Regions from separate parts of the Mus musculus genome. Here all the other regions are linked to region 3. Evidence: chromatin contacts called from public Hi-C and HiChIP or PLAC-seq data. All regions are on one chromosome and are shown on one strand. Each heading gives the region's core, a stretch centred on a gene start, on an enhancer-like site or on the middle of the called end of the contact. The rest is flanking DNA. Distances are from core to core; before and after follow the strand shown. Region 1 has its middle 220 kb from the start of Gm20125. Region 2 holds the start of Hebp2 (heme binding protein 2). Region 3 holds the start of Txlnb (taxilin beta). Region 4 holds the start of Nhsl1 (NHS-like 1).

Region 1 (6,235 bases), core at 107-2,606, 920 kb before region 3:
GATATTCTGAAGCACAAAGCAGCTTTTGTTGATCTATCATGTAAAAGCTATTGTATATAACTTATAAAATCAATATGCAATTACATGTATTTTGCAATCAAATTTTCTAAGAAATTGTCAGATTGCTTCAGAAAGGAAGGACACCCAATAGAGTTCTAAAGAATGGCTTGATTGCTTATAAAACCAGTACCTGCTTTTATAGCTCCACTTGTAGGTTGCAGTTTATTATACAAAGATATGATGATCTCAAGAGTTTGGATTCTCATATATAAAATTCATACATACAATCAAGATAATTTCTATGTTCAGTCAGAACAATGATATTTATTTACTTTATTAAGAGCATTAACTATAAAGTACAATAGATTCAGAAAAGGATAGAGAAAATGTAGTATAGTTGTAAAAAAATATATTAATTCAAGGAATTTTAGTTGAAATGCCTGTTCTTTCAATGTATTCTTTGTAGGAGACATGTGGCCAAAAAGCAGATAATGGCTCAGTGTGAGACTGAAACATTTAACACCTCCTAGCTTCATCTTGCTGTGAAACCAGTGTAGCCTAAGTCTTTTCATGAACTGTTTGAAACTACACATATGTACAGAGCTAATGTCATTGCAGTTTCAAATCTAGATTATGAAAAGCGACAACTTTATGTTTCAAGGGACTTTTAATCACAAAATTATCTGCCTATGTCATTATATGGTGGTCCTTTAAGATATTCAAAATTACTCTATTTAAAATATACATACACAGTTAATCACATTTTCAAAATATTATATTATTGACTATTGATATTATCTTCAATTTTTTAAAAAAGTCTTTTAAATACAAGAAAGTACAAAATGACTGAACTCTGTGAATACTTCCTATCAGAAATATTTCCAGGGAAACCTTGTAAACTTTCATTCCCATTGGGTTTTGATCTGTTGTATTTGAAAATAAGTCATCCTGAAGGCTACAGACTAAGAACAAACACAAAGGACGCAACAGAAATGCTTACACATTCCCAAAAAAGACTTTTCCAGTTGAAATTGACAGTGGCATCATCATGATTCAGGATTGGGAAATAAAACTCACAGGAAAGTTGTTAAGGATGCTGAAGTTGAGCATGCAACCTTATTCCTAATGGCAAAGTGAAAGACAACTTGGGCTACTTTTGACAAACACATCATTTCAATGATTCAAAGCTGAAAATATTCAGGATGAAATACCCATGGAAAGTTCACATAACTAAAAAAGAATCCAAATGTGGGGATATTTGCATCGCTAAAATTTCATTCAGTTTGTAACTAGGGTTGGGAATAGAATGCAGAATGTTAAACTGGACATCCAGACGTCATTGCTAACCACAGACTTGCATTCTTCTGCTATTTATACCCTTTGTTTACTTTTTGCATTTCCTCAGCTGGGATGGGGACTTTCTGCTTCAAGTCAATTTCACTCTTATTTTTGGCACAAAGAGTACATTTTCCCAGTACTTCTGGAAAATGTTACATCTAACAAATTCTTTGCAAAGAAATGATGGAAACAATTCTACTGAGATTTAATAAATTCCGTGATACCTGTTACCATTGACCCAAGGGATGCTTGCTCTTAAAAATATGTTTCAATTTCCACTAAAATGTCAGGAGTAATAAACAATCCTCTGCCTCTCTCACCCCAGGTCCAATGTGACCAATATGACCATCCAACTATAGTATCCCAGTCTCCCACCCCTGTCCAATGTGACCATCCAACTATAGTATCCCAGTCTTTACAATATACATGATCTTCATGATTAGCCTGGCAACAGCTCATCTATACTCCTGCTTCCCCTTAGTTTTCTGAATGATTTATTGAGAAATTCTGTCAATATTCTAACCAGAAGAACGTAATTCTGGCCCCCAATGATTGCAATTAACTCCAGTCTTCTGTCAGCCGTAATTTTCGTTTAGTGTTTAATTATATCTATTTTGTTTAATCCCAATTTTGAAAATTGTTAGTCTACAATTACTTTTCAAAAACCACCAAAATGTATGATACCTTGCTTATAAAAGTTATAGTGCTTTTGGATTAAGCACTGTCCATTAAAGGAGAGTCTAAGAATTAATTTCCAGATCAATATTCCTCCAACACCTTTATTAATTATGTTTGCAAAAAGAAGTGGCCCAATTAAAATTCTAGTGTTTGCTGTGAGGAGATGAACTAGTATTCTTATCATCAATGACCCATCCAGGACATTTTTATTTCTGTGGAGCTCAAGTTTTTAAAATTTCCATACCAGATAGCCAAATTTAAAAAAAAAAAAATAGAAGTTATAAATACAGCTTAAAGAGGAAGGAAAAGCTACTTCCTTCCTTTCAGTTTGGCCTTGAACATATTACAGCAGATTATTCTGCCTCCTCTATAGAAAGGCTTCTGTGGTTTAAAAAAGAAGCAAAAAAGAAAAGAAAAGAAAGGAAGACAGACAGACAGAAAAGACCCACACCTTTCCCTAAACTGCACTGAGCACATTGTTCACCAGTATCTCCAATAAACAATTTATACCTCAAAAAAGTAGTTTTTCCATAGTTTCTCCTCTTAGTAGAAAAGTTAAAATCATCTTATATCCTACAAACATTATGACTGACAAGGTTTGTGTCTTTATAATGAAAAATGCCTGGGACCACTGCCATCAATACTATAACTCTTTATCCTACACGAGTAATCAATTAAGCTTAAATATCCTAACTATTCGAGGATTACAACATATAATCAAGATTCCAAATTAACCTTGTGAAAGAAATCTATGCTAATTAGTTATTCTTAAATGACAATTTGTCCATGTAAGTTATTTCCAATGACAATGAATATAGGTTGGATATGCCTTTATAAAATGGTTGGAAGTCAAAAGTCCTCATGGCATTTAGAACACTTCCATTTATATATAATAAGATATATTAAAGATAGACAGCAATTATAAACACAATGCTAGCATTTTTATGACCCATACATCCAGAGTAAAGATGATGTCTTGCAATTTTTTATGCTTAACTTCTGACTACCCCTTATCATATAAAGCATTGCCTAGAAATTTCCATTGTGCTATCAAGATGGTTTTTAATTGTTTTGAATTATAGACTATTTCCTATTTCAGAATTTTGGATGACACTTGTACAGCCTATATTTTCTTGCATTCCTGTGTTATCAAATCAAGGAAATAAGAGAAACAAATAAGCTTTACATAGAAAGTCTTTCTGTGATATATAAATTATAACATTTTACATTTTATTTTAGAACCCATTTTGAGCTGATTTTGGTATCAAACTAGTTATTTAACATAAAAGTATGATCAAAAAACTTTTTAAATCAAAATTAAAAGTATTTGCCTCCAAAATTTGTCACCTTAATTCAAATCTTTGTCTTTCAAAAGACCCTACCTATCAAGTGGGTGTAAAAGAGAATACACAATGTGAAAATATTTCCAGGTCTCACATCTGACAAATAACTCACCTGACTTGAATAAAAAACTCAAAATCTGATATTAAAATAAAAATGTAATTAGACAATGAGTAAAACCCTAAAGACCTAGTTCATCCAAGGCCGCACAAGAATGAATGAACACATATATAACCACGTTCCCCATCTCTAGCAATTAGCCAAACTCACTACAGCAATATTGTGATGATAAACATATTCATCAAAATGGCTAAAATGCTTAAATCTTTTAGAACAAACGCAGGCCAAATGTAAACAAAATAGAATCCCTTGTTCTTCGCTAATCAGAAATGAAATGATATAAAGAATGATAATAGAGCCATCCTGGAAAACAAATAGTTTCACAGAAAACAAAATGTACAAGATCCATACAATGTAACAAGGACATCCTTATGCATTACTTTGACCCCAAGAAATAAAATCTTGAACTCCATCATAGTACATGAATATAACTTCATTTTTAATAGCTAAATACTGCCTGTAATCCTAGCACCTAGGAAGCCTTACCGTGAGTTCAAAGCCAGCCAGGACTACAAAGCAAGTACCAGGAAGGAATTCTGGAACAGATGGCAAGAACCTGTGCCATAAAATTAAAATAGAAAGAAATATTAATAGTAAAGACACTGTTTAATAGCTGAATATTTAAACTAGATATTATACATTCAGAACCATGGCATAGTATTCAACAACAATAATGCAATTAATTATTGACCGGTTCAACGTTCACATAGATCTCAGGACATTATGCTGAGGACAAAATCCAATTAATTGACTGAACAACCCAATCAAAAAGGTTACATACTATATATTTAATTAATCTAACAAAATAAGAAAGACAGAGTTCTAGAAATGGAACAGAGATCAAAGGTTGCCAACTATTGAGGCTACTTGGAGGGAAAAGAGGGAATAAAATAACTATGAAAATATGGCATGAAAGATATTTTTGTAGTTGTGAAATACCTGCTTTTCATGATTGAAGTAGTTCTTGCACAGAACTGCACATGGGATAAAATGACACAGAAGCACATGTGCTTAGTAAGATGCTAGCTTGTTGCACTGTGCATTGTACTATATTTATGTGAGACCAAACTCCTTGGGAGAAAACTGGATTAAGGTTGCATGAGAAGCCTCTATAGTATTTTTCTAAATCTCTATAAATCAATAAAAAAATTTAAAAACCATTCAATAGTTTATTAAAAATCAAATCCCTGAGTAAACTACTTAGTTACATTAATTTCTTTTTGAGTTGACTACATGTTTACCAGATTCTACAAGCAGAGTTGGCACCCTTTAGCCTTCAAATGTAATCTTAACATTATTAGACATGAAGAGGAATGCCTGGCATCCCTGGTCTCTACTCCCACTTCTCATATTCAGAAGCCCTGCTGTGGGGCTAGGCTGATACTGTGCTTTCTCCCCACTCAGTTCACTTCATCAAGGCTTTCTTTCCTACATCCTATTATCAGCACCAGAACTAACTAGGATGCCAGATCAAGAACTTTACCTTCTGATCCTTCTGATTGACTTGGCAGAACAATGTGACCCACACTCAGCATTCTATAGACTGGTGAAATTAGTACATTCTTTTAGATGGACAGAGTCGAGCTTAAAATTAAACTAGCAAAACAGTATCATACTTGAATGAATGAATCCCTTTCTTATTAATCTTCTTTTCTTTTTTTTAAAATTTTATAAGACAGGCCAAATATCAGGTGGAGCTGAGGGCATCTTATGGAAGAGTGGGGGATGGAACTGAGCAAACTGGAGTGGTCAAGGATACCACAAGGAGTCCTACAGAGTCACCTAACCATGGGGACTCACAGAGACTGAACCACCAACCAAAGAGCATAAAGGGGCTGGCCCTAGGCCCTCTACAAATTTGTATCAGATCTACAAGTTGGTTTTCATGTGGAGCTGTCTTTGACTCTGTTGCCTGCCATTGGATCACCTTCCCCAGGGAAACTGCCTGCTTGGGCCCACTGGGAGAGGAATGTGCTTAGTCATGCTGAGACTGGATGTGCCAGAATGGAGTGGTACCCAAGGGGGATTTCCCCTTCTCTGAGGGGACTGGTCATGGGGTGGCATGGGACTTATAAGAGTAGGACTGAGAAGAGAGAGTAGCTGCAATCAGGAGGTAAAGTGAGTGAATGAGTAAAGAAATAAATGAAAAAAGAAAAGAAAAAAAGTGGTATATAATACACTTCTGCTTTGTTTTACTGAATACTTTAATGTGGGCATGTCTGATCAAGCCATGACTTGGCAGTATATAATCCTGTGATATATATGGATACATTTGCTGGCCTGTCCTCTAGGACTATAATCTGGAATGGAAAGTTCCTAATCAGCCCTGTGCTTATGTACATGTCCCAGTATTGCTTTTACTAAAGACTGGTCATCACAGGGCTTCCTGTGATTTTTAACACCATCCTTTGCAGCAGCCAGTAAAAGCAAGTGTATCTTTTCACATGTACGAAGAATGACTATTCATAATAATGGCTTCTCAAAGTCACAAGAAAGCAAAAAAAAAAAAAAAAAAAAAAAAAAAACCAAACCGAACCAAAAATAAAAAACAAACAGAAAGGCTCAAAGTACTCAAAGCCACTCCTTGGAATTCCCACCAATGTTCTTTCCCTTCCCAGACAAGTCTTCCCCTTGTGATTCTAAAGAAAATTCATGAAAGCATTTTCTTTTTTATAAGAAAGTTGTTTTAACTCATTACTGAAAATCATGCCTAAGAAATGCTAAAAAGTCATAAAACACCACTTTGCCTCTCAATGAA
Region 2 (6,383 bases), core at 2,657-5,156, 750 kb after region 3:
GACAGCATTATCTAAACATCTAAGTACTCTAACAGAGGACCAAAGGGCTCTGAGAAATCCTAAGGATTCAGTCCATGCTAATGGGTGTCTTTTGAGTTGGTCTTGCAATGAAGGATGATTTTCCCAAACGAAGAAAGAAAAATGGAAATGACAAAATTGTAAAGCATTGTCAGAACGAGGCACAAAATGAGGTCTAAAATGAGAGCTGAAGTCAGAAGCCAGAACGTGACATAGTAGCCCATGGCCTTCTGGGATCATGGACAGGATGCTGAGCAGAAAGGAACCTGCTGAGATTTGGATATAAACAGAGGCAAAGAGACAGGACAGAGTAGAGGGATAGAGCTGCTACAAGGAATGGGAAAGAGAATAGAAGTTTAATAAACTGCACACATGAAAGTATCCTGGGGAGGGGCGTGAGAACATTCTCGTGAAGACAGGGAGGGTGGGGGAGAGGGGCAGGGAGGAGGTATGGGATGTGGAACAGTTGGAGGGTGGGCCATGAAGAGAATAAAATCTGTAGTGTAATAAAATAATTAACCAATCAATTAAGTAATTAAAATACATATACATATTTTTTTCTTTAAAAAGAAAGCATCCCGGGATTAAATCGCACTAGCACACTGACCTGCAAAAGTACAGGACATGCAAGGACCGTGATTTTTACACAGAAAGTTAAGAAACAGAAGCAAAAAGTATTTTTAGCATGCTTCATTGGTATATGTTTTATTATAAATGTGCTGATGTAAAAATGAAATCAGTCTGGCTGCCCTTTTCAAAGAAGAGCAAAGCCCATGTCTACCGTATTCAACAATGTCTCCTTATGCCCAAATGCACTTTGGCAGAGGGCAATAGCAAGGGCTGGGCCACCCCAGACGCTCCCCACTACAGCCTTCCCTAATGGACCTGTGGGAGAGGAGACACCAGATCAGAAGAGTGATTGGTATGCACTTGTAGCCTGGTAGCATCTCAAGGAGGTGATTCTAAACCTAACAACTTTGCTGGGCTTGGGGGTATCCAGAATCATGAGACTCAGATATGTCAGGTATCAAGGGCCCAATTCCTGTCCAGGAAAACTTTGGGGATCCAACATCCATCTCATTCCAATAGACCCTGGCAGGCAGAGCCTTGAGACAAGAAAGAGATCTAAAGCCTTGACTGAGGCCCGTTAGTTTTCCTTCTCTATGGTTTCCATTTGAAAGGGGATGTTCCTCCTTTGCATGTCACAATGTTGTACAAACAAGCCCATAGCTTGTTTGACTTTTACAGGCCCACAGCTAGAGAGAATTTGCTTTGAGATAAGTCATGCTTTGAGTCTCAAGCCAGATTTTATTTGAATGTTATTTAAATGAGTCTTTTGAGTCAATGCTGAAATAGGCTAAGATTCTAGGGCTGGTAAAATGTGACTGGATGCATTTTTGTGAGTGAGAAAGACACAAAGTTTCTTCAGTTAGGAACAGAATGCTGTGGACTGAATGCCTGTCTCTCTCAAATTCATATCAAACTCCTAATCACAAATGGGATAGTTTAAAGAGCCTCTGGAGGGTGGTTAGATCCTGGGGGGGACTGAGCCCTTAAGAAAGGAATTATCACCCTTACAAAAGAGGGTCAAATGTGCTTATATGAATCAGGAAATGGCCCCTAGCCAGTCACTAAAACTGTAAGTGCCTTGACCTTGAACCTAGCTTCTAGAAAGAACTACAAAAAGCAAACTTGTGTTTGTGGTAAGCCACAGAGTCTATAGTATTCGTTGTGCCTGCCCAAACAGACTAGGACAGACACCATATGCTGTTTTTTGAAGGCATTATTGTTCAGATCTATCTATTTTGTAGGAAAGGATAGTCCTATGTTTCAAGTGATACAATTTGTGCTATGTTTTATATGTGGAAGATATATAATAGACTTCTCAATAAATGGATTCTATCTTGCAATAGACTTCAGTGACATTTTAAAACCAAGACAGCAGGAAAACATCCTGAAATCTAGTAGACGGTTCTTATGGAAGGGTGAGATGCTTGTGGACTGGTGAATGCACACAGGTAAAACCAGCAGCCAGCAGGCCGGCAGGCAGCATGGCTGTGAATTATCTACCACTTACCGCACGAACACCGTCATTTCAGCTCTGTCTTCAATGAAGACATCTGACTCTGAAGGCCTGGGTGGATCGGGTTGCTGCTCAGAGGGGATGTACAGGGAAATCGTAATGGTAGACTCACTGAAAGGACTTGAGCCGGGCTCCACGTAGCTTGTCACGGGGGCTGTCAGCTTGATTTTCATCTCTACGTCATGGAAAAAATGAAAGCAATTTTAGCATATTATGGCTGATGTTTCTTGATTTCCTTTACATTACCACTATAAATATGTACCCTTGATATGTCTCATCTTTTTGTTTTTGTTTTTCTTTTATAAAGGGGTAGTGGTAGAATGACACATTACTCTACATTAAACAATTTTCTGTAGTGTTTTCTTGGGTTAATAAATTCTATATTTTTAAACATAAAGAAGAAATCACAGAAAACATGGGCCAATTATTTTTCTCTATATCTCAGAAATTGTGGTCCTAAGGCGAAGAGACTTGCAAAATTACACACACACACACACACAACTTGAGGCTCATGCCCTTGCATTTTCCTGTCCCTTGATATCACTATTAGAGGCATTTGGCACAGGAAAGGACTTCTCCCTAGGTAGAGTCCCATTTCATCTAGGAAAAAAAAAAAAAAATGAGGAAAGTATAGACCTTGACAAGCAGAACCCAGCAACACTCTACTGTAGCTACACTAAAGTTCTTGAAGCCAATCGTGAATAAAAACATTAGAGTTTCAGTCATCTGGTTATTCGTCTATTACAAAACAGAATTCTTCAGGAGACTAAAACTCAGTAATCGCAGCATCTCGGAGGCTACTTTTACCTTTCTCATTTTTGCCTTGAATGTAGCCATTCAATTTTGTGAAACCAGTCTGGATGGCTGAATCCCAGTCCAGGGACTCCACGCAAGTGCTGACCCACTTAGCCGGTCCGTAGTGCCGGATCTCATAACTTCCTGGCTAAAATGGTACAGAGAAAACTTAAGAGAAGTAACTCATGAACTCATGAACAAGCAGCAACTCATGAACGTCAGGAGGTGAGAGTCCCCAATACAGGAGAGCTGCAACCCTCTCCCCCCAAGGTCTAGCCTGAGGTTCCCGTTCTTTAGGACAAGCATGGACTCTCCTGAGGTTTCCCTACGGGTTGGAGAGCAGATACTGCCCTAAGGACAGATTACAAGCTTTTCTTAAATCGAAGCGCTGGGTCTGTGTAGTAGTAACCAGTTTCTCCCTACCCCACCCGCTCCGCGGACAGGAAGTGGATGTATGACTCTCTCCTGGGGTCAGCTAAACAACGCATCTCCTGGTTCGCGCAGATCTAAAATAGTATATATATATATATATATATATATATATATATTTTAACTTAACTCTAGGGGACTCTTCATATCACGGTAAAGTAGCCCAGATGAATCTTTGCGGGCCCTGGAAGACGCCTACCTGGGGGTCTATGTCCTCCGGAGCTTTCCAGCTCGGCATCTCCAAGGCCTGATCCTCTGAGCCCTCGGCCACCCCGAGGTCTGGCTCCGGCTCCTCTGCCATGAGTAAGGGCAGCTTGGGAGGGGCGCGCCCTGTTTGTGTTCACCGGCCACCCTGTTCTGAGTCCCCTCCCCACCGGCGCACGCTCGGCCCTGCAGCCCTTACTGCGGGTCCGTAGGACATTCTCGGTCTGAGCCACAAGGCGGCGTCGCGACCAACCTCAGGCTTGCGCCAGCCCTGGCCACACCCCTCTGCAGGGATAAGGTCAGGATCAGCTAGCTGATCAGACTGATCAGGATCGGCCGGCTGGCCCTGGGTCATCTAGGTCCTCTGCAGAGTCCCTCCCACCTAGCTGATGTTTTGCAGAACTGGATTGTGGGCAGTGGTGGGCGGAGGACTGAGCAGCTCCTAGCTCGGTTTCTGTGGAACCAGTCCGGGCACCCATTCAGGGAGCCTCTCCCTACATTGAAAACGCTGCCAGCGCCTCTGCAAAATCAGCTTCCTCCCCACCCTCACAAAAGAAAATCGCCTGCCCCAAGACTTCGCAGCGGAGCTCCAAGACCTCTAGCAGCTAGCACTCAGGACTCTGACTCCTGCTGCCCTTAGATCCTGGAGTCCAAATTGGGATCCGCAGACTGATTTATACTAGAAGGGCAGCCAGGGCCCACAGTTTTCAGGTTTGCTCAATGTGGAAAGTCAATGGAGACCCAGCATCTTTGGGGAGAGCAATGTGTGTGTGTGTGTGTGTGTGTGTGTGTGTGTGTGTGTGTGTGTGTGTGTGTGTTGTGTCTTGGGCTACTGAAACCATCTGAGTCCTCCAGTCAGCCCTGGAGGACGGGCCAGAGCACACACTAGTGCTCTTTAGATATTTTGGCTAGGCTTCATACTTTTTCCAAAAGATTTATTGAAATAAATTTATATATAATTCATCTCTTTTTTCTTTTAAAATGTTATACCGATATACAATTTATCTTGATCATATCCACCTGCCCCTCTCTCCCCTCAACTCCTGAAACCCCACTCTCCACCCCACCTCCACCCCATCACATCTTCCTTCCAAAATTCTTTGAGTATTTATTTAGCTCACTGGATTCAGCTAGTTCAACTCACATGCACTTAGGCTGGAGTCTATCACTGAGGCACTGAAAACCCATGCTCACACTCCTAAAAAGAAATGAGTCTCTAGGTCCCAGCAACCCGTTACTGATAAAGAATTCTCAGGAGTACTCCAGAGACATCCCTCCCCCATGCTGGAATTTTTTTCAGTTTTATTTTTAATTACATGTATATGTTTTAACATACCTCTACTATTTAATAAACCAGGCATTGTGGTGTACCCCTGTAATCCTAGAACTGTGAGTTTGGAAGCAGGAAACCCAGAAATTCTAAGTGACCCTTGACTACACACAAAAATTGAAGCCACTTGCCCCACCCCCACCCCCTCTTAGCTATATCCGAATGCCTCAAAAACAGAGAATCAGTAATAATAGTAAAGTGAACTACTTAATGGCTTTCAATTATATTTATGGAGTTTTGCAGCAATTACAATGCTAGCCCATCTTTTAATGATCTCCCCCCTCAGCCTTTAGCATGTTCTAAGCCCCTGTGCTAGTTAGTTCTGTTTTGTTTGCTTTTTTTTTTTTTTTTTTTTTTTTTTTGTCAGTTTGGCATAAATCCGGGTCATACGTGAAGAGGAAACTTCAACAGAGAACACACCTGCCTTCAACAGATTGGTTTGTAGGCAAGTCAATGGGGCATTCTCTCTGATGAATGATTAATGTGGACGGGCCCAGCAAACTGTGGGTGGTGCCACCTGGAACAACTGGTTCTGGGAAGTGTAGCTGGGGCTGGGCATGGTGGCATAGATGCTCTTAATGCCAGCACCACACTGGGGAGACGGTTAGCCAGATCTCTGTGAGTTGGAGGCCAGCCTGGTCTTTACAGTGAGTTCCAAGACAGCTAGGGTGGTGTAGAGAGACCCTGTCTTGAAAGAAAAGCAAAAAGAAAGGTAGCTGAAGGTGAGTCTGGGAACAGGCAGCACTCTTCCCTGCGTGGTCTCTGCTTCAGTTCTTGCCCACAGTTTGCTGATATCACTCAGTGATAGACTGTGGTATGGAAATGTAAGCCAAATAAACACTTTCTTCCCCGAGTCACTTTTGGATAGTGTTTTATGGCAGCATCAGAAAGCAAACTGGGGCACACCCAACTCCTAGAGCCATGCTCCAAGAAACTAGTAACTTGAACTTATCTTTGTGGTTTGATTGGAAACCAAAAACAAAATAAAGCAGAGGGGCCTACCCACCCTGCACCTCCCATCCTGCTGATTGACCACGGGTCATCTCTAGAAAATGTCAAAGAGCCAGGATGGTGTAAAAGTGTCCCAGATTTACTGAGTCCACGCCTAGCGCTCAGACACTTCATATAGAAGAACCACACTGTGGGATGCTCTGTGTGACTAACTGCCTTTGCTTAAAGTATCTTCAGGGTTCATGCATGTCATACACATTTTTTAATGGTCAAATAAGGATTTTTATAAGCAGTTTGTTTATCAATGTATGATGATTTGTATTGTTTCAACTTGGACTATTGTCAGCTTTTGTGTAGGGAAGGGTGGAGGAAGGAGGGGGGGGGGAGAGGGAGAGGATACAAATTGTATACAGGTTCTTGTGAACTGCTAAGTTGTTCTTGAACCATTTGATACTCTATTTACCTGCATCCTCTCCAGTTTTCCTGTAAGTATTTTGTGTATATACAACTTGCTTTGTAGATGTGATTTCTATTCTTGGAATTCACTGTTTTACAGTGTTTAATTCAGCGATG
Region 3 (7,102 bases), core at 1,266-3,765:
TTTAATCCCAGCACTTGAGAGGCAGAGGCAGGCAGGTCTCTCTGAGTTGCAGGCTAGTCTTGTCTAAAAAGTGGGCACTCACTTTGAAACTTACAGAGAAACCCTATGGAGTGGCAGGGAGAAAAGAAAGGGACAGGTATAAGAAAGCTATGCCTGTTTTCATGTTAGTACATATTGTATGTATATATACACACAATAACATAATAAGACAGTCCTGTCATTAGATTTCCTCTTCCATTAGTTTCAATGGAAACTATTTTGTTAAAAGGGCCTGCACCTCAAAGTGGGACTTTTCATGGACCCCACCCCCAGCTGTATAAATAATGACATGGAGTCAATAATATTTTAATGCCTCAGCTTGGCAGTCTCCCAACGACTCTAGCTGACTAATTCTGGCCTACATCTTGTCACATGGCCAGGTCTACCTCTCTGCTCCGGCCTGAATCATCCCTTCTGTGATCCCTGATGAACCTCCTGCATTTGATTGCTTCTCCCGAAGTTCCTATCTCTGCCTGGAAGTGCCGCCTCCTAGTCCCTGCTCAGCTATTGGCCATCAGTTTTTTATTACATCCAATAGGCAAGGAAGGAAGGATGAATGTTTGCAAAAATATGAGGCTGGCGATGGGCCACGGAAACAACAATACCAAGATGCGACGAGTACTTAGCTCTCTGCAGGTACCCGTTAAACAATTGATGACACAGAAACATACCTTCACAAAATGTACCCTAACAGTACCTTATTTAAAATTGTTTAGAACTGATCTGCACTTGGAGATCTGATTGAGTTGATTGCTCCAATCCAGGATGTGCTGTCTTCTGATTTGTGGTGTTAACCGAATATTCACGATGTGAGGATTAAGGAGAGAATATTATTTTCTTTCACCAGTTTCATTGTGTTTGCCATGAAAGGCCCGAAATTAACCTGTAAACCCCAGTTGCCCAAGGACCAGGTAACTTCCGGGAATGCTGGGAGTTGTAGTTCTCAGAAAATAACAAAGCCTCATAGGAAACTATGATGGCCTATAGGTCATCCTTATAAATCCCTGCTACACAGGCTCAAGGCCATTCCAGCTGAGAAACTCCAGGGAATGGTCCTGATTAAAGTCGAGGATTTGGTGGTCAGTATTTAATATTTAATAAAGCTAGCTTTAATTTGCCCGGAGCTGGTGGACTTGGGGTTTTTTCTCTGGCAAATCCCAGGATTAACAGTCACTGCAGTGTCTCTGTCAGAGTTTCTCCTTCTCAGGCTGCTTCTTCCCATCATGCCTTTCCTGCACCCCTTTTCAGCCCTTTCTGTGATTGTGACTTACAGCACCCCGAGCTCAGGAAGTAGGGAAGCACTTGGGAGTGGGGTGCACGTTAGCTTCCGTTTCATTCCCTTTAACAATCTGACACTGAGGTAGAGGCTTTTTAAAAAACGTGAACTTACTCCTTTACAGTGCTGGAGGTCAAAGTCCAAAATGAGTTCCATGGGGTCTGAGGTGAAGCTGTTGGTGTGGCTGCATCCCTCTGGAGGCTTGAGAGAAGAGTGTTTTGTTGCCTTCCCAGCTTCTAAGGCTTCTTATGCTCCTCGACGCAGGACCTTACTCCATGACACACCCCACTTAGATCGACAGATCTGATCTGATTCTCAGCCTGCTTGCCTCATTTATAAGGACTCTGTGATTAGTGGTCACCCTCAGATCATTCTAGATGACTCTCCACCCCACAATCCTTGACCACATCTGCAAGTCCCCTCTACACGTAAAGTGCCAGATTCAAGGGCTGGATGTCTTTGGGGTGACTAAATTCTCAGAGATGCTGTGCCAAGACTAAATCTGTTTTGGTAAAACATGGAAATACATTCCCCAGAAAGCTTAAGGCACCCATGAATGGCTATGAGTTAGGAGGAAGCTAACAAGCTAATCCTTGTTTCTTTTACACAGGATATTAAGCCGTTCCTCTGACTGTCCTGGAAGTCACCATATTGACCAGGCTGGCCTTGAAGTCACAGAGAGCCACCTACCTCTGCCTCTAGGCCCTAGGAAGGCATTTTTAGGATGAACAAGCTGATGAGATGTCAGCTCTGGACACAGCACACATGCAAAGACTACCTAAACCACAGTTCCAAAAGCCACCTAAATGTGCATTTCAAACTTTGCAAAAACAATAGTAACAACCACAAGAAAGCAGTGTCCTCAGAATTAGTGTCTCTGCCACTTCTCCTGTGCTGTGCCACACCGCATCTTTGGTGGTTCCTAAAAGAAACCTGATACTAACTAATCCAGGGTTGAATCATAAACCCCACGGAGATAAACCAAGAAATAAAAACACTCCTGATGTGTTCCAAAATAACAACAATGTCAGAAAACCGCACCAGGAGGCCATTCATCTGGGTTTGAATTTTAAAGAGGGCTAAACATGGAGAGTCTCACAATTCACCAGCTGCTTTTCTTTCAAAGGATACTCCCCTGGCGACACCTACTGAAGCACAGGCAGACTTCTTTCTTGCTGCGTCACGGGTGTTTCCTTCCCCGCCCCCTCCTTTTGTGGGCGTGTGTGTGTGTGTGTGTGTGTGTGTGTGTGTGTGTGTGTGTGTGTGTGCAGTTTCTCCCTCCTTGTAAGAACTCAGCCCTGCTGCCTGTTCCTGCTGCTGCTGCTGCTGCTGCTGCTGCTCCTCCTCTGACTCTACCACCTCTTTCCTCTCTTTTCTCTTCCTGCTTAGCTCCCTTCCTTCTGGTAAGTATGACAAACACTTCCCCAAGCCCTGAGGGGCAGCCTGTAGCCTGTAGTCTGTAGTGTTCAAAAGTTACAGACGCCAGCAAATGGTAGAAGGGCTTTCCATTGTTCAACTTCACAAGACAGCGGGTGGATCAGGAAGGGATGGTGCGTGTGCGTGTGTGAGCAGCCACAGCTAGCACAGGGGAAACATTCCTCCTTCCCGGAGGGGCACAGAGCCAATAAAGTTTGTAAAAGACAGATTTTAGAGTTTCTTTGTGAGAAGAAACTTTGCTACAAAAAGGACGATTTTAAGGTTCTTTGACTTTGTTTATATTTGGTTTTCCTTCTTGTTAGTTTGTTCTGAGGTGTCTTAAAGAAGTAAATTGTCCTCTAAACAAAATAGGTTACTGTTTTAAAAGAAGGTTGGAGTTTGGAGATACTGCACATCAGTGGAGCATTTGAGGTGCTGAGACTGACACACACACACACACACACACACACACACACACACACACACACATCAACTAATGTGGAACAGGAATTTAAAGAATATCCATAGACCTAAGCTTGAATAGATCACGTGAACATTTTCATGTAGCCTAACCACAGTAAAATGCCCGTGGACTGTTTGAAATAACTGCTTTGAACTTTGATTGACTTCAGATCTCACCCAATGATAATCTCCCCTACACTTAAAAGTTCACATATGGATTCAAACCAGTAAATGGTCACAATTTTTAGTCTGACTGAGAGCCTATTCTCTTGACTTTAGGGATGAAGGGCTAAATGTCAGAACTCATTTTAGAAGAACTTAAAATAACTTCTGGCAGGGCAGCAGGTGACACGTGTCTCTCTGTGTGCTTGGGGGAGGCAGGAGTTATATATAGCAGAGAGCATGGCGAGCGGAGGTCAGGCTCTCGATTGCAGTGGTGGAGACGCAGCCACATTGTGTGATAACCAAGTGATTGAATTAAAAGGAATGACCTTCCTCCTAAGTCCTGGGGGAGCCACAGGTGGGTGGGGACTGTCTCCACACTGTGTCTTCCACTCTCGGGTTGGCAGTCAAGTGTTCAACACCTACTACATTCAAGTGCTTGACACTTGCCCTAAAAATGAGCCAAGGAAGCTATGCAGTTGATAACACAGCATGTTTTTGTTTCCACTGACATGCCAACACAACCGCACGACCCGTGAAGCTAGGGAACGCTGCCATAGTTTTATGCTATTAGTTAGCAGCATAACTATTGCGTTCTATTTGTAAACAAAACGCACCAGAAGTTAAACCCTAAGCCAAATCTCTCCGCCCCTCAGCATGGTAGGAGCAAAGCCCGGAGTCTCTAATGCAATGTGCTGTGTTGTTCCATATTTCCCAGAGGCTCTACTATTATGTGGGTGTTGTTGTTGATGTTGTTGCTGCTGGGAGACAGGATTATATAGCAGAGGCAGGCTAGGGACTCTGTGTAGCTGACAATGACCTTGAACGCCTGACTTGCCTTCCTTTTACAAATAAGAAGTAGACATGCCCCAGCATGCCTGGTTTGAGTCCATATTGCATTTGAATTATTTTTCTAGCTTAAGATATACATTGCTATGTCTTAAAATTCTTACATTTTCCTAGAACTTTTTAAGTTAGAAAATTATCATCTTTTTACTTCAAAGATGAAGTCAGTTTCTAGAGTAAAAGAATGTTATAGAAATTTAAGGAGTTAGTATTATATGTGGGCTGGCGAGATGGCTCAGTGAGCAAAACTGCTTGCTATACAAGCGTAAGGATTAGAGTTCTGATCCTGACAACCATGTGGAAACTTGGATGCAGTCAAATGAGCATGCAATTACAGTGCTGTTAGGGACAGAGGCAGGAGGATAACTGGGGCTTGCTGACTGCCATCCTAGTGCCAGGTTCAGTGAGAGGCTCTTGTTTTAAAGGTAGAAGATGGATGTGACACCAGACATCCTTCTCTGGCCTCTGCATGTACACACACACACACACACACATACACATATGTGTGAAAATACTCATACACATATATACATATGAAAATATATTTCTAAGGATCATCATCATTCATTCATATTACTGACTTATTTATACATTTCTCATTCCCTGTTTTAATTAAAAAACATTAATCTGAAGTTCAAAAACCCTTTTTTTTCTGATTGATAATTGCATGTTGCTTATTATCAGGGAGAAAACACTAGAAAAGCAATTTTACCTAATAATGTAGTAAAATACACAAGTTAAACTTTTTACCTAAAGATTGAAAAATAGCTTATGGATGTAACTGTTACGAATTATTTTTAGTAATCAGAATGGTTCCTGTATTAAATATTAAATTAAAAGTTAAATAAAAATTAAACTTTGCATGAAAATGTCTATGTGCAAGCACTTTTAAGGACTGTGAGGTCTATACCTGAAAATCCTAACACAAATTGACAAATATATTCATAAAAACAATACCATAAATTAACTCAAACAATTTCAACAAAAAGGGGTAGTGCTAAAATGTGAAGATTACACTCAAGATAGGACAGTAATACGACCTGAGTTTTAGTGTCGATGGTATGTGGAAGTTCATTTATTCTGTGGCGGATCCCAAAATTAGGTGGCGCCTCTCTGAGAGATATCCTTATCATTAATATGTAAGTGAAATCGTTAGGTGAACCATGACTGTGCTTCCCACCAGACCCCACTCCCATATGGAGATTAATCATCCTGATCAGCTCTCAGTGGAGCACCCAACTCCCCCAGGGGACAGCTCATCACTCAATCAAAACGGCCCGGGAAAGCAAGATGGCGAGCGGTGCTCAACCTCAGGCCAAGCGCCAGAGCAAGAGGGAAGCCTGCATCCCGAGAAGGGAGCCCATGATGTCGCGGAAGAGTTGAGCAGGCAACTGGAAGACATCATAAGCACGTATGGGTCTGCTGCCAGTCCCCGAGGGAAGGAGAGCACCTCTGAAACTAAGGAGCAGCCCCCAAACACAGAGGCACCAGACAATGAGGATGTTGACTATGAAGAAACCACTGAAGAGATAGACAGAGAACCCACTGCTCCTGAAGAGCCAGCCGCAGCCAAAGAGCCTGTCAGCAATAAAGAGCAAAAGCTGGAAAAGAAAATCTTAAAAGGATTAGGCAAGTATTATGTTCTAATGTCTCTATCTGACATACCCTGTCCCCAACCCTGTTCAAGGGCTGGGATGCCCTCCCCGCCCCCGCCACTCTCACCCCGGCATTTCCTTATACAATGCAGACATTCTCTCTTGCACACTCTCGCTCTCGCTCTTGCTCTTGCTCTCGCTCTCACTCTCGCTCTCTCCTTCCTCCCCAGCCCCCAGCCTGCGAACTCACCTGAGAGCAGACTCCCGATAAACCTGCCTCTAATATACTCTAATCTGGCTCGAATTGGTTTCTTTCACTGGCAGAGAAATAACCTATCCGCCATATAAATATATTTGGATTAATTTCATATCCTCCTTTTGTAATTTCCTAAATTTTCTATTGCTGTGTTTTTCTCTAGCCCATCCCTTTTCGTATTACTAAAGTGAAGGTTTTTCACATGATGCCAGTCAACTTGGCTCACATGCCTACCCTATGGCTCTTAGAATTCCAAACCAAAATTCTTAAGATATTTTTTGGGCCTGTGGTCTAACCCTGACAGGCTCAAGCTTGATCTCATTTTACTGTATTCCCCTGCATCTCTTTCTTTTCCATGCCATCCCTGACCCCACCACTACCCTAGCCATTCTCATCTTCTCTTTTAGTTCTTTGAACTTCCATGCTCCATTTTCCAAAGGCCTGCGCACATTCTACCTAAAAACATCTGCACCCTTCCAGTCCTTTGAGCATAGAACTTCTGCTTGCCATTTAGCTCATAACCAAAAGGTATTTTCTTAGCCACATCCTAACGTTGCAATCTCCTTGGGTCTACATTATGCCATGAATCATTCTTTAGTAGTACTAACAAGCATCTCGAATCATACATTTTGGGGGAGAGTATTTGGTTAATGTAACTAATTCCCAATTGGATTTTTTTTCTATCTCAAGAACAGTGTGTGTGTGTGTGTGTGTGTGTGTGTGTGTGTGTGTGTGTGTGTGTGTGTTGGATATCATTGGATGCCTATGGTATAAGATATGAGATGGCAAATTAAAGACTCAATAGTAATTTGCTATAAAAATGAAGGAATGGAATATTTAAAGCAATCTTAACAAATAAGCAAAATATGATAAATAAGGATAAGTTTATTGATAAAATAATTGTCAATTAGATGACTTATCATAAAATATTTTTGATTAAGGATATATCACAAAAAATAAAAGTAATAGTAATAACAACACTGTGGTTATATCTGCCAAGAACTGCAGAAGACATAGACCTGAGCTGTTCTTCCATTCATTACTTTCAGG
Region 4 (7,196 bases), core at 2,869-5,368, 610 kb after region 3:
GATACAGGCAACTGGGGCCATCCCAGGACTTGGGTGGTACAGAGAGGTATATGAGAAGTTCCAGGTCATTGTTGGCTATGTAGGGAGTTTGAGCCCAAACTAGACTACTTAAAACCCCACTTTACTTAAACAAACACCATACTAACCAAGCAAAAACTAAACACCCATTCCTCAAATCAGACTAAAAGTTCTCTCAGTTTGCCCGTGGAGATAGACTTGAATTATTAGTGTGTACAAATTACTGCCCAGAAAGATTTTCACTTAACTCTGCTCTTAAATTATTCATAAGAAGTGACAGTTGGGACCTACTCTACCCTTTTCCAGAAGTAAAAAGTCCCTGAGGGTCCTCGTCTGGGAGATTTGGGTGGTAATGCGATAAGGGACACATTGCTCTGTTCTTTCCCTCCCCCAGTTCAAGCTGTCTACTGCTGTGTGTGTCTCCTGCCCCTTTTGTCTCTGTTCTAAAGCCTTCAGATCGGCTCCCTATTACTGTCCAGGGTGACCAAGCATACCCACCCAGTCAACAACCCAGCACTGTTCTCTGCCGGCCTCTTCTCCCCTCCCTTCCCTCCTTGCTTCAACAGAACAGATGAGCTTCACATGGAAACTAGAAGTCACTTAGAAGCCAAAAGAACTCATGGCACTTGAAATGAATTCCTCCTCTTGGCTGGCATTTTCCACAGATGGCAAGTAGGGTAATTTCATGCCTGATTAGAGGAGGAGTTTGTTTCATAGTATATCCTGCCATGTTTAACAATTTTTATTTCATGGAAAACTTTGACTCCCTTCCATTTTAAGGATGCTGGTATATATTGATACAGGAAAAGCAAAAGGCTTCTAAATGTATCCACCCTACCCCACTGACTCTTGGTAAAAAAATAAATGCCTTTAAATTCATGGGCATTGACTCAGGAAGATGGTTGTACGACTTTCCCTAATATGTTTTGGTGCCTCTCAGTTTTTATAGATAATGTTATTTTTTAAATTATTCCTGAAATAATACATTTTTTCCTAGTATTGTTAGTAGTGATTGGCAAGTGACCCAAAAGGGGCAAGACGTAAAATAAAAGAGGTAATCAGTCACGAGCTGCATACAGACCCATCCTGGCATCATTATCCAGCCATCTGACCTTTGGGCTTCAGCCACACAAGTAAAGGGCAAGGGGGTGCGAGGGAGGCAGCTGCGACACAGCCTTGTATCAAAGCTGTGCATTTCATCCTGCGGGGCCTCAGACTCCCACTAAACATATAATTTCAGAGAGCTTGTTTATCTGTTTTCCTGGTGCGTGAAGCACAGCTGAGGCAGAGTGGTAGGGAGCAGTATTGATACACACACACACACACACACACACACACACACACACAAGGATGATGACGGCAGACCTTGCAGTGTGGCAGCCTGCTGCTGCTGGCAGGAGGGTACATGGGAAGACACAGCACAGTGAGTAGCAGAGTCAAATCTGTTCAGCAGGTCTGTCTAAAAGGTCTGAGAGGGTGAGGGATATGCTCTCAGAGCCTTTCATGGGGAGCGGGGAGGTGGGGGAGGGGTGGGGGAGGGGTGGTTAGATGATAACATTTTGCAATGCTGATGAAGATTCTGACTGGAGTTACTAGAGCAAGCCAGTGATACTCTAAGGTACCCTACTCCTCAATAGCAATATTATGAAGATTACCACACTGTGTACGTGTGAGTTGCGAGGTACCCAGTACCCATGGCTCTGGGTAAATAGTCCATTGATTAAGGTGTGTGTTCTTGGTCATTGCTAAATGAATGAGTGTGGTGGCTTCTGAGGCAGCCCACTTAGGCTCTTCTAAGATAGCTGGAACCCACCTGGAGCATGAAGAAAGCTGTGACCTCCGGGGCGGACGAGAACCATTGTATTTGCTGTTGGCCAGTAGCAACTTTGATCCAATTAATTAACAAATTAATGTTTGTGATTTTCTTTGTATTAGCAAATATTCAATCATCTAAGCCAGTGATTCTCAACCTTCCTAATACCACGACCCTTTAATGCATTTCCTCGTGTCGTGGTGACCTCCAACCATAAAATGATTTCATTGCTGCTTTATAACTTATTTTGCTACTATTATGAATCATAATGTAAATATCTGATATGCAGTATATCTGATATGTGACCCCAAGGAGGTTAAGACCCACAGATTGAAAACCACTGACCTAAGCCATAGATTAGGCAGTACATGGAGGATTGGTTAATCAATTCTGTTTTGTGGTTTGTAGGAACAGTTTTTAGAAATCCAGTTTGTGGGCTGGAGAGATAGTTCAGCAGTTAAGAGCACTGACTGATTGCTCTTCCAGAGGTCCTGAGTTCAATTCCCAGCAACTGCATGGTAGCTCACAACCATCTGTAACAGGATCTGATGCGCACTCTTCTACAGCTACAGTATACTCACATAAAATAAATATTTTTTTTTTTTAAAAAAAGAGTGAAATCCAGTTTGTTAGCATGCCTACATTTAGGGTAAAATTGTTTTTTTGGCAAATAATTTCAGCTTCTGTATAAATGTAAACAACTTTAAGGGACAGTCTTGAGTCTTGGCTCTGATAAGCCAGTTATTTCTCTTGGTTGCTCATAGTGAGTTTTCTCCTTGCTCCTCCGTTAGGTTCTGCCAGATGTGTGCAAGGCTGGGGCCATGTGAGGAGTACTGAGTCCAGTACTGGGTACTGGACTGGGTGCACTGAGACTGTGCACCCAGGCCAAGAGGATTCAGCTGTCTCAGGTGTATCAAGGTGTATCAGGCACAGCAAGGGGTTCATTATGAAGCTTAGATACCTTTAAATTATAAATGTGAATTACAGTGCAGCTATAAGGAAGGTGTGGACAGCAGGTTAGAGAGACTTGTGCACGTTGTTTGGTGCCCATGCACTCTTAGAGGGCAGGAGCTCTGTCTTGCTAAGTAGAAGGCTCGTTCACATTTTTTCTGAGGTGCTCTTAAAAACTCCTCATTTTTATATTTTTAATTCTTTTTACTTCTTGTTTTCTTGAGACTGGATGTCACCTAGCCCAGGCTGGCTGCTCTACATAGAGTGGAAGTCAGTTCTCTGCATTTACCTCTTCAATATCAGGAAGATGGGTGTGCACCACTGGGCCTGGCAGCTCTATCGTCTCTGCACTTGTAATAATGGTCAGTGTAGACACATCACTGAAAATTAAGAGCTGAGGTAGGTAGGACCAGCACACCCAGTAGCCGAGAACTTCAGACCCCGTGCTGTCTGCTTCCCATCCCTGACCACTGCTCTGGCATGGGGTATGTGTGGGCTTGAGTTCATCTGTCTGTAACCTGAGGCATTTAGGCATCATGGTCTCTTGAGAACCCTTTAGCTTTTCTGGCCTCATTAGTGCTGACGGCTGTTTTCTCAGTTGCCTCTTCAGTCCCAGTGTCTTCTTGTGTAGCATGAGAGTCTACTGTCTTGGGGACACTTTGCTCTGGAACTTCTTCAGCGAACGCCCCAGCCCTGGCATGCTTGAAGAACTCCGTCATTCCGTCTCAGAGAGTCAGGGTAGACTTGAGACACAAAGTTTGCCTTTAGAACTGTTTGTTCTCTGGAACAGGGTTTCCCTGTGTAGCTAGCCCTGGCTCTCCTGGAACTCACCTTGTAGACAAGGCTGCCCTTGATCTAGGAGTTCCTCCTGCCTCTACCTCCCCATATTCTGCCTGCTGGCTGCAGAAGGGGAGGCAGAAACAGGTGCACACATGGCTGCGTTTCACCTTTGCTGAAAGCAGGAAGTGAAGTGAAACTGCTTACCTTATCCTTAATCGCGGCATTCCTTAACCCGTGTCCCCACCCCCACCCCCGGAATTCGGGACTAGAAACCACATTAAAAGCGCTTCTGGTGATCACCCTTTTTCAGAAGTGGGTCCAGTAGTCAGCAATCAAAATCTTTTTTGTGATCTGCAGAGAGACGTCTACGTTCTGCACAGGCTTGCTTTTCCATTGCTTTGCAGGAGTTCAGAAGTTTGAGCTACCACTGAAGTACGGTCTGTGGAGGGGCGGGGCTCTCTGTCTCCAATGAGGTGCCTTCAGTGTCGGGCAAGCCTATCATCTTTCGCAGGAGTGCTTACTCTGTAATCCAAGCGATAGCCACGCAGCCTGTTTTATTGTTTGTGGAGTCCTGCGGCTAGGAGCGCTTCCCAGACGGGAAGGAGGGCAAGTGGGCGGTTTATGATTCTTCCCTGGGCCGGGACAACAGAGCCGAACCCTTTGATTTCTCCTGAGTAACCTGTGTGGGTGAACTTTAAACTAGGGGCCTGCTTGACGCTGGATCTTTTTCTGCAGGGTGAGGAGTTAGCTCCGGAAGCCTGGCTGTCTGCCTTAAGAGGGAAAGATGCCCTGGAGAGGCGTAGGATTACCTTTAGGGATGCTAGCCATGCAGCCAAGAGTCGGGGTACCTTGGCTCTTCTTCACAAAGTCTTGGCAAGTGTGTCTGAAATGACTGTACTGTTTATTTTTCTAAAGCTTGTACTTCTATTTATTATTATTTTTATTTTTGCCTGAGGACCTCCCGCCAGAAATTGGTGCTACAATGTGTCTAGAGTAAACCATTTTCTTAAAAAATTTATCTTTAATCCTTCATTTTCCTTTTAATCGGGCACGCAGAAGCACAAAGCCTGCCCGACTCTCAGCGTTAAGAGGGAAGGGGCAGGCCCCTTTCAAGGATCCCGGCCAATTCTAAAAAGCCAGCATTTTGTTTGTTGGGCTGCCCTTTGTCTCTAGAGGATTTTGATGTGAAAGAAGATGAAAAAGGACGGCTCCTCAGGTTCCTTCGGAATCAAGGCAAGCCCAGGCTCCCTCTCACGTGCTGTGAGTTGGATAAATTTCTCCTCCCTGTCCAGGCAGACAAAGAGGCTGTTCCGCAGTGATGGAGAGCTGTCCGTTTGTGGGCACCAGGTGGAAGCCGATGATGAGAACTGGATATACAGGACCCAGCCCAGAAAAGGTGACTTGATTTTATTCTTAATTTAAACATCTTTTTAAAAGTTTGCTCTATAGAATTCTTTGTTCCTGCCGGTGCTTTCCTGTCACGTCCTCTCCTGCTCCATCAGGAGTTCCTTATTTGTTTTTTTTTGTGCTGGAGCTAAGTACCATTCATTTGTTTACACGTCTGAAATAAAAACTGCTCCGCCAAGATCCAGCTTGAGACCGTGTAGCCTTCCCAGAAGGTTAAATAGCTGTTGTTTGCCGCAGGTGCTCTCCCCTCTTCCCCAGTCCATGCTCGCCTGTGACTTGGATAAGTCAGTAAGACGCTGTCACCCCAGATGGAATCATCTGGTCTGGGCCAAGTCATGAGCTCTTTCCAGTAAGTGCTCTGACAAAGCTTGAGGGTTTGTGTCTTTTTGCGGCGTTCTTCTGAGAAGATGAATGGGTTTGGTGAATGTGTGACTTAGACAGGTGTTGAGTGTGACACGGAGGAAAATGGACACAAGGGGTTTACCTTGGCCAAAAGAGTTTTGGATTTCTGTCAAGTTCCTTGTCAGACCAGCGCTGGTGTCTGTTCTCAGGATTAGCATGTTAGACCCCCTGGAAGGTGAGGAAGACTATAGTCCTGCTGGAGGACATGGGCACATCCTAGGCTTTTATAACACTCCCTATTTTCTATATAGACTTTCTAACGTCTGCCTATTAGGATGTCTGGTGTAGGGACTGAACTGTTTAGCTCTGAAATGGTTTCTTCATTGGATGTTGTCCAGAGTTCAGCAGGGAAGCACTCCTGTGTGTTACAAAGGAGCCTAGGCCAGACACTGTTCAGGACTGACTTGTTTACTGTGTTCTCCCTTTGCCAAGGGAAACCTTGCTAGAACATCTCAGGGACCTATTCTTTCTTCCCTCTCTTTTGGGAACCCAAACTGCAGAAATGTAAGAATTAACTAACCTGCATGCTCTGGGTACACGGTCACTCTGTGCACTCTGAGGATTAAAACACAGCTCTTTTACAAGGACAATGGATGTTAACTGGATTGTGTTTGTCTGTTGAACTGGCAGAGGAAGGGCTGGTTAATATTTTTTAAAGATGCCAGCTATTGTATCAAGGAGTTGGTTGGTTACCAGTGGTCTACTCATGCTGAGCTTTGAAACCTGGCTTTGAGTTCACACTGTGTAATTACCAGTATCAAAACAGGCATTTGCTTTCTGGATGAAGCTGGGTAGTTCACATCTGGGAACTACTTTTCTAAATCAGGAATAAGCTGTGGTTTTGGTTATGTTTGAACCAGACAAGTCTGTAGGGTGGACACCATGGTGCTGTGGTTACAAGGGGGTACACTCTTGACTCCCTTTAGCCTTTGCCAGAAGTTGCTTCTCAGAACGTACTTTGCTTCAAACCAAGTGCTATCAGGTTTCTGTTGGAGAGTGTCTACGTGTGACCATGTGGCTTTCTTTAGGACTTTCACTGTCCATGGTTCATGTAAGTTAACATTAAAGGGAGAGACTGAATTTGTATGCCTTAGGTTTAGTTGGAAAGTGAAGCAAGTAGTGTATACTTGACTTGTAGAAAATAAAGAAGTCATTGTGGAGGGCAAGGGCAAGTTCTAAAGGAAGGCAGGACTTGTTTATTTACAATACGTGCCTTTTATCCCTTCATGTAATAGGGCACTGTAGCCTCCTGTATCTAAATGGGGGCTTACTACAGCATGTACATTTATAGGTTCTTAGAAATAATTGCCCCAGAGTAAATATTATCATTTTGACATATGGAGTTAGGGGAAATCCGTAAAAAGCTGCCTGTACATTACAAATCACAGAATTGCATTGTTTCCATGTTTAGCTTACAGAAGACAAGTTGGCTCTCATCCTTGACAGACTGTCCTAGGGGCATGCTCTAACAGTTGGTCTTTATTCATCATAAGCCTTTCCTCTGGAGAAATGTAGATGTGACATTTGTTTATGCTAGTAGATCAAAAGAGGAACCATCTTTAAGGAAAATCATGCAAGGTTTGGGTTTTTATTCTGATGAATAGCAAAGAAGCTGAATCTGTACTACTTGAATTAGCAGCCACTGCGGTGGGTGACCACTAAGATAGGGTCACAGATGAAAAAGCACCTAAGACTTACTGGTATGATGGGAGTGTGCGGTGACTTCCATCTCTAACTCTCAGAACATGAATAGGCTTTTGATTGATAGATGTTTTTGAAAAGCTGTTGTCCTTTCCTCTTCCCTCTGTGCCTTCAGCCCTGACGG

Evidence for each region. A called contact is a pair of places that touch in the nucleus more often than the background predicts. HiChIP or PLAC-seq counts read pairs in DNA pulled down with a chosen protein or histone mark.
Region 1: a Hi-C map of bone marrow-derived macrophages shows a contact between it and region 3, with 11 read pairs. The contact joins the enhancer-like site here to the promoter of Txlnb in region 3. A contact is called at or near these places in 3 of 39 promoter capture datasets (hippocampal neurons, liver and pre-B cells) and 1 of 484 Hi-C or Micro-C datasets (bone marrow-derived macrophages).
Region 2: a contact with region 3 is called in an H3K27ac HiChIP or PLAC-seq map of embryonic stem cells, with 4 times the contacts expected there. The contact joins the promoter of Hebp2 here to the promoter of Txlnb in region 3. A contact is called at or near these places in 6 of 39 promoter capture datasets (the C10 cell line, cranial neural crest, liver and 3 more) and 1 of 115 datasets of contacts at active chromatin or transcription factors (embryonic stem cells).
Region 4: a contact with region 3 is called in an H3K27ac HiChIP or PLAC-seq map of embryonic stem cells, with 5 times the contacts expected there. The contact joins the promoter of Nhsl1 here to the promoter of Txlnb in region 3. A contact is called at or near these places in 1 of 39 promoter capture datasets (the C10 cell line) and 1 of 115 datasets of contacts at active chromatin or transcription factors (embryonic stem cells).

Annotation. Positions count from the first base shown.
Region 1 is chr10:16,872,960-16,879,194 of GRCm38.p6, forward strand. No RefSeq gene overlaps it. Among named protein-coding and RNA genes, the nearest start is that of Gm20125, 220 kb to the right of the region's middle. Within about 2 kb of position 1,357, at least 22 of the 459 cell types and tissues checked have an H3K27ac peak or open chromatin away from gene starts, as enhancers often do. A contact at or near this core is called in bone marrow-derived macrophages, where this site is marked.
Region 2 is chr10:18,542,170-18,548,552 of GRCm38.p6, forward strand. Hebp2 (heme binding protein 2) reads right to left here and starts at 3,907. Exons shown (of 4, transcript NM_019487.3): 1 at 3,525-3,907; 2 at 2,909-3,044; 3 at 2,096-2,276. The coding sequence starts at 3,626.
Region 3 is chr10:17,793,704-17,800,805 of GRCm38.p6, forward strand. Txlnb (taxilin beta) reads left to right here and starts at 2,516. Exons shown (of 10, transcript NM_138628.3): 1 at 2,516-2,718; 2 at 5,385-5,830. The coding sequence starts at 5,398. It overlaps Gm20655 (a long non-coding RNA gene), which reads right to left. Exons shown (of 5, transcript XR_871470.3): 2 at 1-7,102.
Region 4 is chr10:18,403,557-18,410,752 of GRCm38.p6, forward strand. Nhsl1 (NHS-like 1) reads left to right here and starts at 4,119. Exons shown (of 7, transcript NM_173390.3): 1 at 4,119-4,958. The coding sequence starts at 4,757.